Linked DNA regions of Danio rerio: region 1 is linked to region 2. A link is a contact called in public Hi-C data. All regions are on one chromosome and are shown on one strand. Each heading gives the region's core, a stretch centred on a gene start, on an enhancer-like site or on the middle of the called end of the contact. The rest is flanking DNA. Distances are from core to core; before and after follow the strand shown.

Region 1 (5,620 bases), core at 348-2,847, 180 kb after region 2:
TTATATGAATGTTAAAATTGTAAATTTATGTTTAATTTCAAAAATATATTTCACTGTGAATCAAAGTTATAAAATACAGTTGAAGTCAGAATTATTAGCCCCCTTTGAATTTTTTTTTACAAATATTTTCCAAATAATGTTTAGAGCAAGGAAATGTTCACAGTAGGTCTGATAATATTTTTTCTTCTGGAGAAACTCTGATTTCTATTATTTCGGCTGGAAAAATAATTTTAAAGTCAAAATTATTAGCCCCTTTAAGCCATATTTTTTTCGATAGTCTACAAAACACACTATCATTATACAATAACTTGCCTAATTACCCTAGTTTACCTAGTTAAGCTTTTAAATGTCACTTTAATCTGTATTAAAGTGTCTTAAAAATATCTAGTCAAATATTATTTACTGTCATCATGGCAAAGATTAAATAAACCAGTTATTTAGAGATGAGTTATTAAAACTATTATGTTTAGAAATGTGTTGAAAAAAATCTTCTCTCCGTTAAACAGAAATTGGGGAAAAAATAAACAAGGGGGCTAAAAATTCTGATTTCAATCGTATCTCTATTTCTAAATAAATAAAGCATCTTCTCTTTTATCATATCAGGGAGAAAAACAGATGTTTGTACATATATTTGTGCATTGACCTCACCTTTCCAGTGGCCAGCGCAAAGAGCAGGATGCCGAGCGACCACCAGTCAGAAGCGTGGTTATAGGGACCACCGCTAAGGACTTCAGGAGCTTAAAAGACACATTTCATACGAATTTTGCTTACATTCCACACTGCTCCAAATATAAATGCCCTTGCATTAGTTCAGCTATAAATCTCACGTTATAAAGTGTTTATTTATGTACATTATTTATGTCACATCAGTGTCATTATAGATTTACCCATATACTGGATTGTTCCACAGATAGTGAACGCCCTTCCTCCACGCTCAAGGCGACGGGACAAACCAAAATCAGCCAGACGTAGGTGGCCTGTAACACAATATCAGACATTTACATAGCAACACTTAATAATAATAATATGTATATTATCGTTTATTATTAATTACATGTATACATAAATGTACAGTTGAAGTTGATCATATATCATATCATATTCAAGATATCTTTTATACAGCTTAAAGTGACATTTAAAGGCTTAACTGGTTTATTTAGGCAAATCATCGTATAACAGTGGTTTATTCCGTAGACAATAAAAAAATATATTGCTTAAGGGGGCTAATAATATTGACCTTAAAATGGCCAATAGCCGAAATAAATAAAATAAGACTTTCTCCGGTAGAAAAAATACTATCAGAAATACTGTGAAAACTTGCTCTGTTAGACATCACAAAAAACAAACAAACAAAAAATCTCAGGAGGGCGAATAGTATTGAAAACTGTGTATAACTATAAATAGCTCTCATGTAAAACAAATATTAATTGTTGATGACATTTGACTTTTAATACTGCAGTGATAATTCAAAATTACAATAAGAATGTGCTGGGAAAACAGTAATGCTTGTTTCAATAATCTAGGCCTATTCTTCGGCTTAAAAGTGTGAAGCCTGGATGTTCTGGAACGTTCCATGTTTACATGAGAAAAAACAACAACAATTGGCACAGACTGCCCTCCACTGGAGAGACCGGAGAATACACACTGCCTTACCCTGATCTGTTAGCAGGACGTTCTCCATCTGTTCAAAAAATAAAGCAGAGAACAATTCTGTAATTAGACATTTTAAAGATCATATTTATGACATCAAAGTTCAATTAATTGAATTTAAAACATTACATATGAAACCGTGTATACCTTCACATCACGATGGATGATTGCACAGTCATGAAGAAAGCCTGAAAAATAAGAAATATAATGTTATGTAATGTAATGTAATATAATATAATAATTTAATGTAATATAACATAATATATCATAAAATAATATAATATAATATATCATAACAATATAATATAATATATTATAATATAATATCATATAATAAAATAAAATAAAATTAAGCTAAATTAAATTAAAAATAAATTAAATATAACATAACATAGTATAATACATCATAATATAATATCATATAATATAATAAAATACAATATAATATATCATGATATAATATAATATATCCTAATATAATATAATATAATATAATATAATATAATATAATATAATATAATATAATATAACTTAATATAATATAACATAATATAATATAATATAACTTAATATAATATAACATAATATAATATAATATAACTTAATATAATATAACATAACATAACATAATATAATATAATATAACATAACATAATATAATATAACATAATATAATATAACAACATAACATAATATAATATAATATAATATAATATAATATAATATAATATAATATAACTTAATATAATATAACATAACATAATATAATATAATATAATATAATATAATATAATATAATAACATTTGGGTTAATAAAAATTTATAATAAGATCAATGTTATTTAACAAGAACCTATTCAATTCATTTAAAATAACAATAACAATAGACATTTATATTATTACAAATGATTTATTTAAAATAAATCTGGTTTCCACAATACATTAAGCAGAACAACAAAGAAACATTTCCCCGAGCAGCAAATCAGTATATTTAAATCATTTCTGAAGGATGGAATAATGATACAAGTTTGCCATCCCAGGAATAAATCATAACCTAAAATATATAAAAATGTAAATTGAGTTTTGGCTTGCTAATTAACAGTGATTTAGTGGCAGACAAAATATTGACAAATTGGGGGGAAAATTGACTAAAATCATGTAACATCTGTCCATCCATCCATCCATCCATGCATCTATCCATCCATCCATCCAATCATGTAAAATCTGTCCATCTATTAAATCATGTAACACCTGTTTATCCATCCATCCATCCATCCATGCATATCATGCAACAGTAACATCTGTCCATTCATCCATCCATCCATCAATCCATCAAAATTATGTAACATCCATCCATAAGTCCTGTAACATCTGTCCATCCATCCACCCATGCATCCATTCATCCATCACAATCATGTAAAATCTGTCCATCTATTTAAATCATGTAACACCTGTCTATCCATCCATCCATCCATCCATCCATCCATATCATGTAACAGTAACATCTGTCCATTCATCCACCCATGCATCCTTTCATCCATCACAATCATGTAAAATCTGTCCATCTATTTAAATCATGTAACACCTGTCTATCCATCCATCCATCCATCCATCCATCCATCCATATCATGTAACAGTAACATCTGTCCATTCATCCATCAATCCATCCATCCATCAAAATCATGTAACATCCAACCATAAGTCCTGCAACATCTGTCCATCCATCCATCCATCCATCCATCAAAATCATGTAACATCTGTCCATCCATCCATTCATCCATCCATCCACCCATCCATCCATCACAATCATGTTACATCTGTTCATCCATCCATCCATCCATCAAAATCATGTAACATCCATCCATCCATCCATCAAAATCATGTTACATCTGTTCATCCATCCATCCATCAAAATCATGTAACATCTGTTCATCCATCCATCCATTCATCAAAATCATGTAACATCCATCCATCTATCCATCCATCCATCAAAATCATGTAACATCTGTCCGTTCATCCATTCATCCATCAAAATCATGTAACATCCATCCATAAGTCCTGTAACATCTGTCCATCCATCCATCCATCCATCCATCCATCCATCAAAATCATGTAACATCTGTCCATCCATCCATTCATCCATCCATCAAAATCATGTTACATCTGTTCATCCATCCATCCATCCATCAAAATCATGTAACATCCATCCATCCATCCATCCATCCATCCATCAAAATCATGTAACATCTGTTCATCCATCCATTCATCAAAATCATGTAACATCCATCCATCCATCCATCCATCCATCAAAATCATGTAACATCCATCCGTCCATCTATCCATCCATCCATAATGTCCTGTAACATCTATCTATCTAATCTTTGGTCCAGTCTACAGAACAAACGATTGTTTTACAATGATTTACCTAATTAATTACCCTAACTTGCCTAAATAATCTAACTAACCTAGTGAAGCCTTTTAAAGGCACTTTAAGCTGAATACTAGTATCTTCAAAAATATCTAGTAAAATATTATATACTGTCATCATCATGGCAAAGATAAAATAAATTAGTTATTATAAATGATTTATTAAAATTTTATGTTTAGAAATGTGTTGAAAAAGCATTACTGTTAACCAAAATTGGTGAAAAAAATATACAGTGGGGCAAATAATCCTGACATCAACTGTATGTTTAGTTTATCAGCAGTACCTGTGAGGATTCTCTACATCTGATCAGTGTTGTTTCTCAATACATCATGTATAAGTCATGAAATATGTGCTTACCTAGAGCAGAACCTAATTCAGCAGCGAACACTTTGACCACGTCCTCTCCAAACTGACCGATCATCACCCAGTATGTGTACAAGTCCCCTGTGCTGCAGTAATCACACACTAGAGGGAAAATAAACGCAATCACAGCATATAAACACCGCCAGAGTCAACAAATCCTCAAAACATTCGAATCCAACATGAAACGACTGCAGAGAAAACATCTGTCGGTCTGGGAGATGACCAGATTCAGGAGACCATCTGTTTGTAGCAGCGACGCCTTCATCCATTCGCCAAACATCATGGACAGACCAAGTCTAGAACATTCTGCTAATAAACAGAATCTTAACCTTGAAGATCCCAGTGATAAACATGAAGGCTGAATGAAGAGTTGATAAAAAGGGAGCAAAACAAGCTGTGAACAGAGGAGTCAGGTGGTGTGATCAAAGGAAGTGACACGTTCACCACTGTAGATTTAGGAGGAAAAAGCATTCAAGGGACATCATAGTGGAAGAAGGAAGTTCACTTTGACAAGTGCAGTCAGGGTCACTGGAAATCAAACACAGGGGAAAAGTACTGAGGTTTGGGTGGAGGTGCTCTAAAACCTGACAGAGAAACTATTAAGTGGCTTCAACTGGAATCTGTGTCCTTTTGGTCTTTTGTGTAACTGGATTGGGGGAAAGTCTAGTAAACGGAGTCTGTCTGTCTGTCTGTCTGTCTATCTAACGTCTGTCTGTCTGTCTATCTGTCTATCAAAAAAATGTAACATCCATCCATCCATCCACCCATCTATTAAAAATCATGTAACAGCCATCCAAGGCAAGGCATCCATCCATCTATCCATCCATCCATCCATCCATCCATCCATCCATCAAACATAACATCCATCCATCAAAAATCATGTAACATCCATTCACCCATCTATTCATCCATCCACATATCCATTAAATAATGAATAACAATCCAAGGCAAGGTAAGATATCCATCCACTCACCCATCTATCCATCCATTCACCCATCTATCCATCCATCCATCCATCCATCCATCCATCATCATGTAACCATCTATCTGTTCATGCACCCATCCATCCATACATCAAATGTAACATCCATCCATCCATCCATCCATCCATCCATCCATCCATCCATTCATCCATCAAAAATCATGAAACATCCATACACTCATCTATCCATCCAGATAT
Region 2 (6,192 bases), core at 1,869-4,368:
GGATCATCCCCAAATGCATAGTTTATTTCAGGAAATCGGAGGAATTTTGATACATTGCTTGTGACACTTTAAACGCAATCTCATGGCAATTCGTAACTTTTTGATTTAGTGGCTAAATCGTATGAATTCGAATGATCTAATTCGTACAATTTTGTACGATTTGCTCATCACCCAATGATGGTTGGGGTTAGGGGTGGGGTTGGGTTTTATTTTATGCTATGTGTTTGTTATAAAGTTATCTGTAGCTCAAATGACGGCATTCGGTGTTTAGCTTTTTGTTTGTACAGTGGCTCTGAACAGTCAAAACACCCCTCAAATAGTTTTTTTCATTTGCAAAAAGCTGAAAAAAGTCAGACCCGCAGGTTCCAGAAATTTTATGATGGATGAAAGTTTCAGTGGCAGTGTGTCAATATTGACACAATAAGAGGTTGATTTTATTTTTATACATGCGAAATTTACTGACGGAAATTTCGGTTTCAGTGTGCAATAACTTTAAAGGGCACCTATTTTAAATTGTTTTTAAGATTTAATATTAATATTATGGTTCTTCTGAGTGGGTCGGTTTAGGTTCAGTTCAAAACACAATTCAGATTTTTTTATTATATTGTGTTAAAAGTGTCAAAAGTGTACATGGTTCGTTGTTTTAGGGGTGTGTTGTTTCACATGAAAATTAGTTTCAAATTCCCATCCACCTTAAGAAGGGGGTGGAGCTCCAACCATGAGCAAACACACCTGAACCAATTAGTTAGGACCTGAACAGCATTTGATAATAACAGGCAGGTGTGTTTGATATGGGTTGCAACGGAAATCTGCAGGAACGTCGATCCCCAGGAACAGGGTTGGTCATGACTCATGCCTAATGTATGCCAACAGACTGGCAGACAGAGAGAAGCAACATGAGTGAGAGGACCATCATTCAGCCGTACATGTATGATTCGGACACAGACAAAGCAGAGACTACTGTTGAGGAATCAATAATCCTAATGTGCCAGAATGTGTCAGAGTGGTAGTTACAAAATCATTTGAGTCTTTGTTTAGTTTTGCAGCCGCTATGTAACGATGCATGTGTCATCCGTATAGTGATGCAGCGATTAACCAGTTTCACTATTAACAGCACTTTAATTCGTCACGGTTAATTAATCATAAAGGCCTCTTGACACCGTGTTTTTGCACCGAACAAAACTGCGGCAACTAAAAGTTATGCCAACTGTAGTTTTAAAGTTACGCGCTTGTACACAGAGACTAATAACCACGCACACTGGATTAACTTTGACTGAGGCTATAACTAAGGCAAGTTTGTTATTTCCAATGGAGGGACGCGCATGCGGGGCAATTGCGCTCACACTGTTTAGGTGCACCTAGTTGAGATGACAGGGTGCTTCTATGACAGCAGGAAATGCAAACGGCTGAAGTTTAAGGAAGACGCAATAAAGGTACACAGTTGTGCAAACCCTATGAGAGCGACCATAGCCCCTTTCACACAGTGATACCGGTAAATTTCTGGAAAATTTCCGGAACGACTTTACCGGTATATTCAAAAAAGCGCTGTTCACACAGGCGAGGACGTTACGGAAATTTTCCGGAAAAGAGCATTCACACATCCACTCCAAAATACCGGTAAATTCTGACATCATTCACCACAAATGAGCTTTAAACGGCTGCGCTTGTATTTGTAAACATTTGACTAAATTACAAACTCTGTGGATGATCAATATTGTGAACAACTTTCGCAGGATCACTTTCGCATGTCGAGATGTTCATAATATGTGTGTGTGCAGGCGCTCATAGGCGCACGCAAAGCTTGAAGGTAAACAAACAACGGCTTATCATAAGCATCTCATTGATGATTATTTACACAGTTGGCATTAAGAAGAACATATAAACGTGATCTGACTAACTTCTAGCAGCTAAATGTGTCTGGAAAAATATTCAAAGGCTTTTATCCTCACAAACCGCGCGGACGTAAATGCGTCTGACTGTTGTGATTGGCTAAAGCAGACGTCTCACGTCAGCACGTTCTAGACGTGCACGCGCTTATTACGAAAATCTTCCTTCTGCATTCACACAGCGCAGCATTCCGGCAAATTGCCGGTAATGTTACAGCTTCTCTATCCGGAAAATAGCCAGAACAAATTTACCGGTATTTTCAAAAAGGACCTGTTCACACATACAACCTTTCCGGAAAATTGCCGGCAATTTTCCGGAAAGGTCTGTATGTGTGAAAGGGGCTCATGTGGTCAATCGAGTGTTTTCAGAGAGAGTGTGAAAACTGTTTTTAATGACCCGAATCTTGATACGTAGCATTCATTGTGTGTTCAGCGCAAATGACGGCTAAATGTAAAATCTCTGTTGAGTCCAATGAGCCTTACATCCTAAAACAGAGCAAGGGTTTTCCCTTGCGCACATGTCAATAAATATTAGTGGGAGGAACCACACTCATACGTTAAGTTGTGGTCGGTCTTAAACCGCTCCAATTGGTCCACCGTTTTTATGTTGTTAAATTGAAAAAAAAGGACTGGTTGTGATTAAATCACCCCAATATGACGGTCTATACACTATACCTACACACATGTCTGTCCAAACAGCTTGAAAAGTAGATTTTTTCACCATAGGTGCCCTTTAATGAAAGCGATAAATGTAATAACCCCGCCTGCCATACTCGGTCTCGCCATGCAAATGAGCCGCGCTCAGCCTTTAGCGGCTGCCCATGTGGACAGACACCATGCCTTGTTGTTCTCCACGCTCATTGGTTCCCTCGCATCGACATGTTTTAATCATGTGCTAATGTACTGCAGGGCAGAGCTGCCGCGAAAACCCGGAAAATGGAGTACACGCACGCTTCACACCATATTCTCTATTTTCGCTCTTCCAAGCGCACAGAAACACATATGTACATCCCCTACAGTGTCTTGTGTATCTATGCATGTCATAAATATCACTTGTATAAACATTTCGACGTCCATCATGGGATTTAGCTCAGTGCGGAATGCCGTTCCGTCGGCTCTGCGTGACAGCGTGGTTCCGCCGTGGTTTCCCGTCGCTGGTAGTAGGAGGGAGGAGTAGCGCCGCTGAGGGCGGATCCTGAACGGTATGCCTTGTTGTGTTTTCTGTTACTCCAATCGCCATCTTGTTGCCAGTGAAGTAATGTGTTTCTGATGAATTTCGGGAGCGCCCTGGATGTCTTATGACTGTCTTTGGAAGCCGGTGGATTATACTGTGATTAACCCACTACACAAATCCGCACCGGGGGCTTGCACACAGTTGAACGGGAACGCGTTTAATCGGTGTTCAAAATGAGTATCGAGACCTTATTGGAGGCGGCCAGGTATTTGGAGTGGCAAGCCCAGCAACAACAGATTACACGTGGTAAGGCGGGGGGGACGTGGGTGATTGCATAGATAAAAGGGATATGTGGGATATGTATGAACTGCCTGGGATTTAACCATGCAAATTGCGTATTCATGCCGGTGCACTTCAAGAGAAACAAACTGCAGTGATATTTTCTTGTAAAAGCTGCAAGCATTGTGAATAATAGCTGGGTGATGGTATCCACTGGTTTCCAGTGTTTGTAGGCTGCAGTGTTCGTGACTGGGGCATATTTCGCTTACTCGGTTTCCGGGTTAAATCCAGGCTATATATAGTGTGCTACTATACTCGCTCAATAGCGCTGCGGTGGGTGGGTACATTTGTACTCGGGCCGTCGTGTGTTTTATGTTTACTGCCACACACACATTTAAAAAAAATTATATTGGCTTTGTTGTATTCCTAAAACAACACGAACGGTATTTATCAACAATGTATCAGTAAACAAGTTCATTCAAAGTAGCGAACGTCGTGTTTCTTATCCTCTGGGCGGTGGCAATAGACTAAAGGATTTTTTTTACATAATGACATTGCCGAGCGCTTATCTCGCTCATGACTTTCAGGACCAGCCTACTTTTCTGTTCATACTTCCTCGTATTTATTTCCTCATCGGCTTTTTAAAGTTCTCAAACCTTCTAGACGTCGACAATCCATGAAACAATCAAAGTCACAATTCACCCTCGACACATTTGTCGTTTTAAACGGAGCAGGAGGCTTTTTGTTTCATTCTCAAGATGACGTGTCAGTGAAGCCACGCCCACAGCAAATACCGCGTGCTAAAAGTCCGCCCTCTCCGACCACGTGCGCGCCAGACAGCCCCCCCTCCCTCCTCAGGTCACAAACCGGGGAGAAAATAGGGCATCGCCGCCCTCCCTCAATGCAGAAGTTATATAATGTGCATTTTTTCATGCATATCCAAGTTTGAGCTTTGCACGCTGGTCTACTCTGCAGACTGATTTTCTTGGAATACAGATGCTGAACAGTGCTTGCAGTATTTTTGAACGTCTCTGTAGGTTTTTCTCTATTCGGATGTGCATACTTTGCATTCTCTTGCACAACATTTGACCTTGTACCAGATCTGGAAAACTGCATGCGATCTCAAATTGAAGACCCCTTGTTGGGGGGTATTTAAACAGAACAACTCCCTCATTAAACTGTGCTATCAGTAAAGGGATAGTTCACCAAAAACTGACCACAAGAGAAGATGTTGTGAACATAATCTGCAGTCATTGACACCCATAGCGTTTGTTTCTCCGACTGTGCAATAGTTACAGGTTTCTAACACTCGCCAAAGTGTCTTCTTTTGTGTTTAACAGAATAAAGACACTCGTAATTGTAGACTCAGAACCACTTGAGAGTGAGCAAAATGTACATTTTGGCCAAACAGATCACCTTAAGGGATTTTATAAACAGATTGAAAGCAAATATATAATAGATGCAAAAATATACATCTAAATGACATGCCTAAATGAAGGTTCATATACTTGAGATGCAAAATGAAGAATTCAGGTCTTGTTTTCTGAGAATCTGCACTAAGATACCTTAATTTATGCTCTAAACATTAACAAATGATACTGAAGTATGGAGACTTTCAGTTTGCAATCAAGTTGCTAGTCCTGCTGAAAGATATTTGTTGTTTAATCATATTTCAGCTTTAAAGAAAAAAGATCCTTTAAATTTTAATTTTGCTTTCCAAGTGAATCCGCTTGTTAAGTTGTGACGTGTTTGTGACGTATGTAATCAGTAGGCCAACACGGAATCTGCGCACGCAGATTTCTGCAGTTTTTTAGCCCATCATTAATTCTGTTTATTTATTTTTTTACTTTTATTTTACAAATTTATTCAGTTTTTAATCAGTAATTTATTACTTTTATTTTACATATTAAGGTTTTAGTTATGATACTCCGCTGGATACTCCCAAAATAATTGCCATGAAAAATTCTCTGCAGAAATAGCAAAAAACCTCAGCAGATTCCGTCTGGCCCTAGTAATCAGGCCCGGATTGGCTAATCGGGAGGACCGGGAGAATTCCCGGTGGGCCAGTCCGTTTTTTGGCCGCGAGGGCTGGTGTTTCTAGCTGCTTGCACTCTCGGCAGTCACACTTTTTTTCATTTATTTATTTATTTGACCATAGCCTCACTCTTTTTATTCATCATTTTGCCGCAGCTCCGCTCTTCTTATTTATTGTCCGGCAGCCCCATAAGCACAATGCAGCCTTCAAGGTAATGATGATGTCAATATCATTCGGGCCACAGAAGTATAACAGTGCCATTGTGGTCCAGTGATCAGCACGTTGCGTTACGACGCCGTCGATCCGTGTTCTAACCTCACTTGCGAAATTCTTTTTTTATTTTTTTTATTTTTATTGTTAAAGCCTGGTTTATACTTCTGCGTCAAGTGACCGGTGTGACCCACAGCGCATGCAACGCTTGTGGCTGTGCATTTATACTTCTGCACGCTGTCTCTGTTGGTCTGCATTAGCACTTTCGAAACTCTAATTGGCAGTGAGGTGTAAATGTTCTTCTGTGTTGAGTTTCTTCGCTGCTGTTTTGCTTTTTCTGAACACTTCCGGGATGTACAAGTGGCTCAAACTCGCTCATTTTGAGGCAGGAACCGGCAGACGTGCAACAACTTTAACTATGAGGTAAACACAAAACAAAACTTTCCTTCTGGAGCTCCTTCACGGGACTCCACACTTGTAAACAATCGCTCCATCAGGCTCGCGCCATTCCCGCGGCTCTCGGTCCCGCCCAGACTCGTCAGCACTACCAAGCCGACCAATCAAAGAGCTTGCGCTACGCGTCGTTGCGACGTGTAGTTACATTTTTT

What was found. Hi-C and Micro-C count contacts between places; a contact is called where the count stands out from the background.
Region 1: a contact with region 2 is called in a Hi-C map of an unstated tissue, with 2.8 times the contacts expected there. The contact joins the enhancer-like site here to the promoter of mntb in region 2. A contact is called at or near these places in 2 of 18 Hi-C or Micro-C datasets (hematopoietic stem cells and an unstated tissue).

Annotation. Positions count from the first base shown.
Region 1 is chr21:42,930,029-42,935,648 of GRCz12tu, forward strand. It overlaps rskrb (ribosomal protein S6 kinase related b), which reads right to left. Exons shown (of 11, transcript XM_073935474.1): 5 at 4,435-4,542; 6 at 1,798-1,838; 7 at 1,654-1,681; 8 at 888-977; 9 at 649-737. The coding sequence starts at 4,498. Among named protein-coding and RNA genes, the nearest start is that of rskrb, 14 kb to the right of the region's middle. Within about 2 kb of position 1,598, at least 8 of the 62 cell types and tissues checked have an H3K27ac peak or open chromatin away from gene starts, as enhancers often do.
Region 2 is chr21:42,745,680-42,751,871 of GRCz12tu, forward strand. mntb (MAX network transcriptional repressor b) reads left to right here and starts at 3,119. Exons shown (of 6, transcript NM_001103111.1): 1 at 3,119-3,366. The coding sequence starts at 3,294.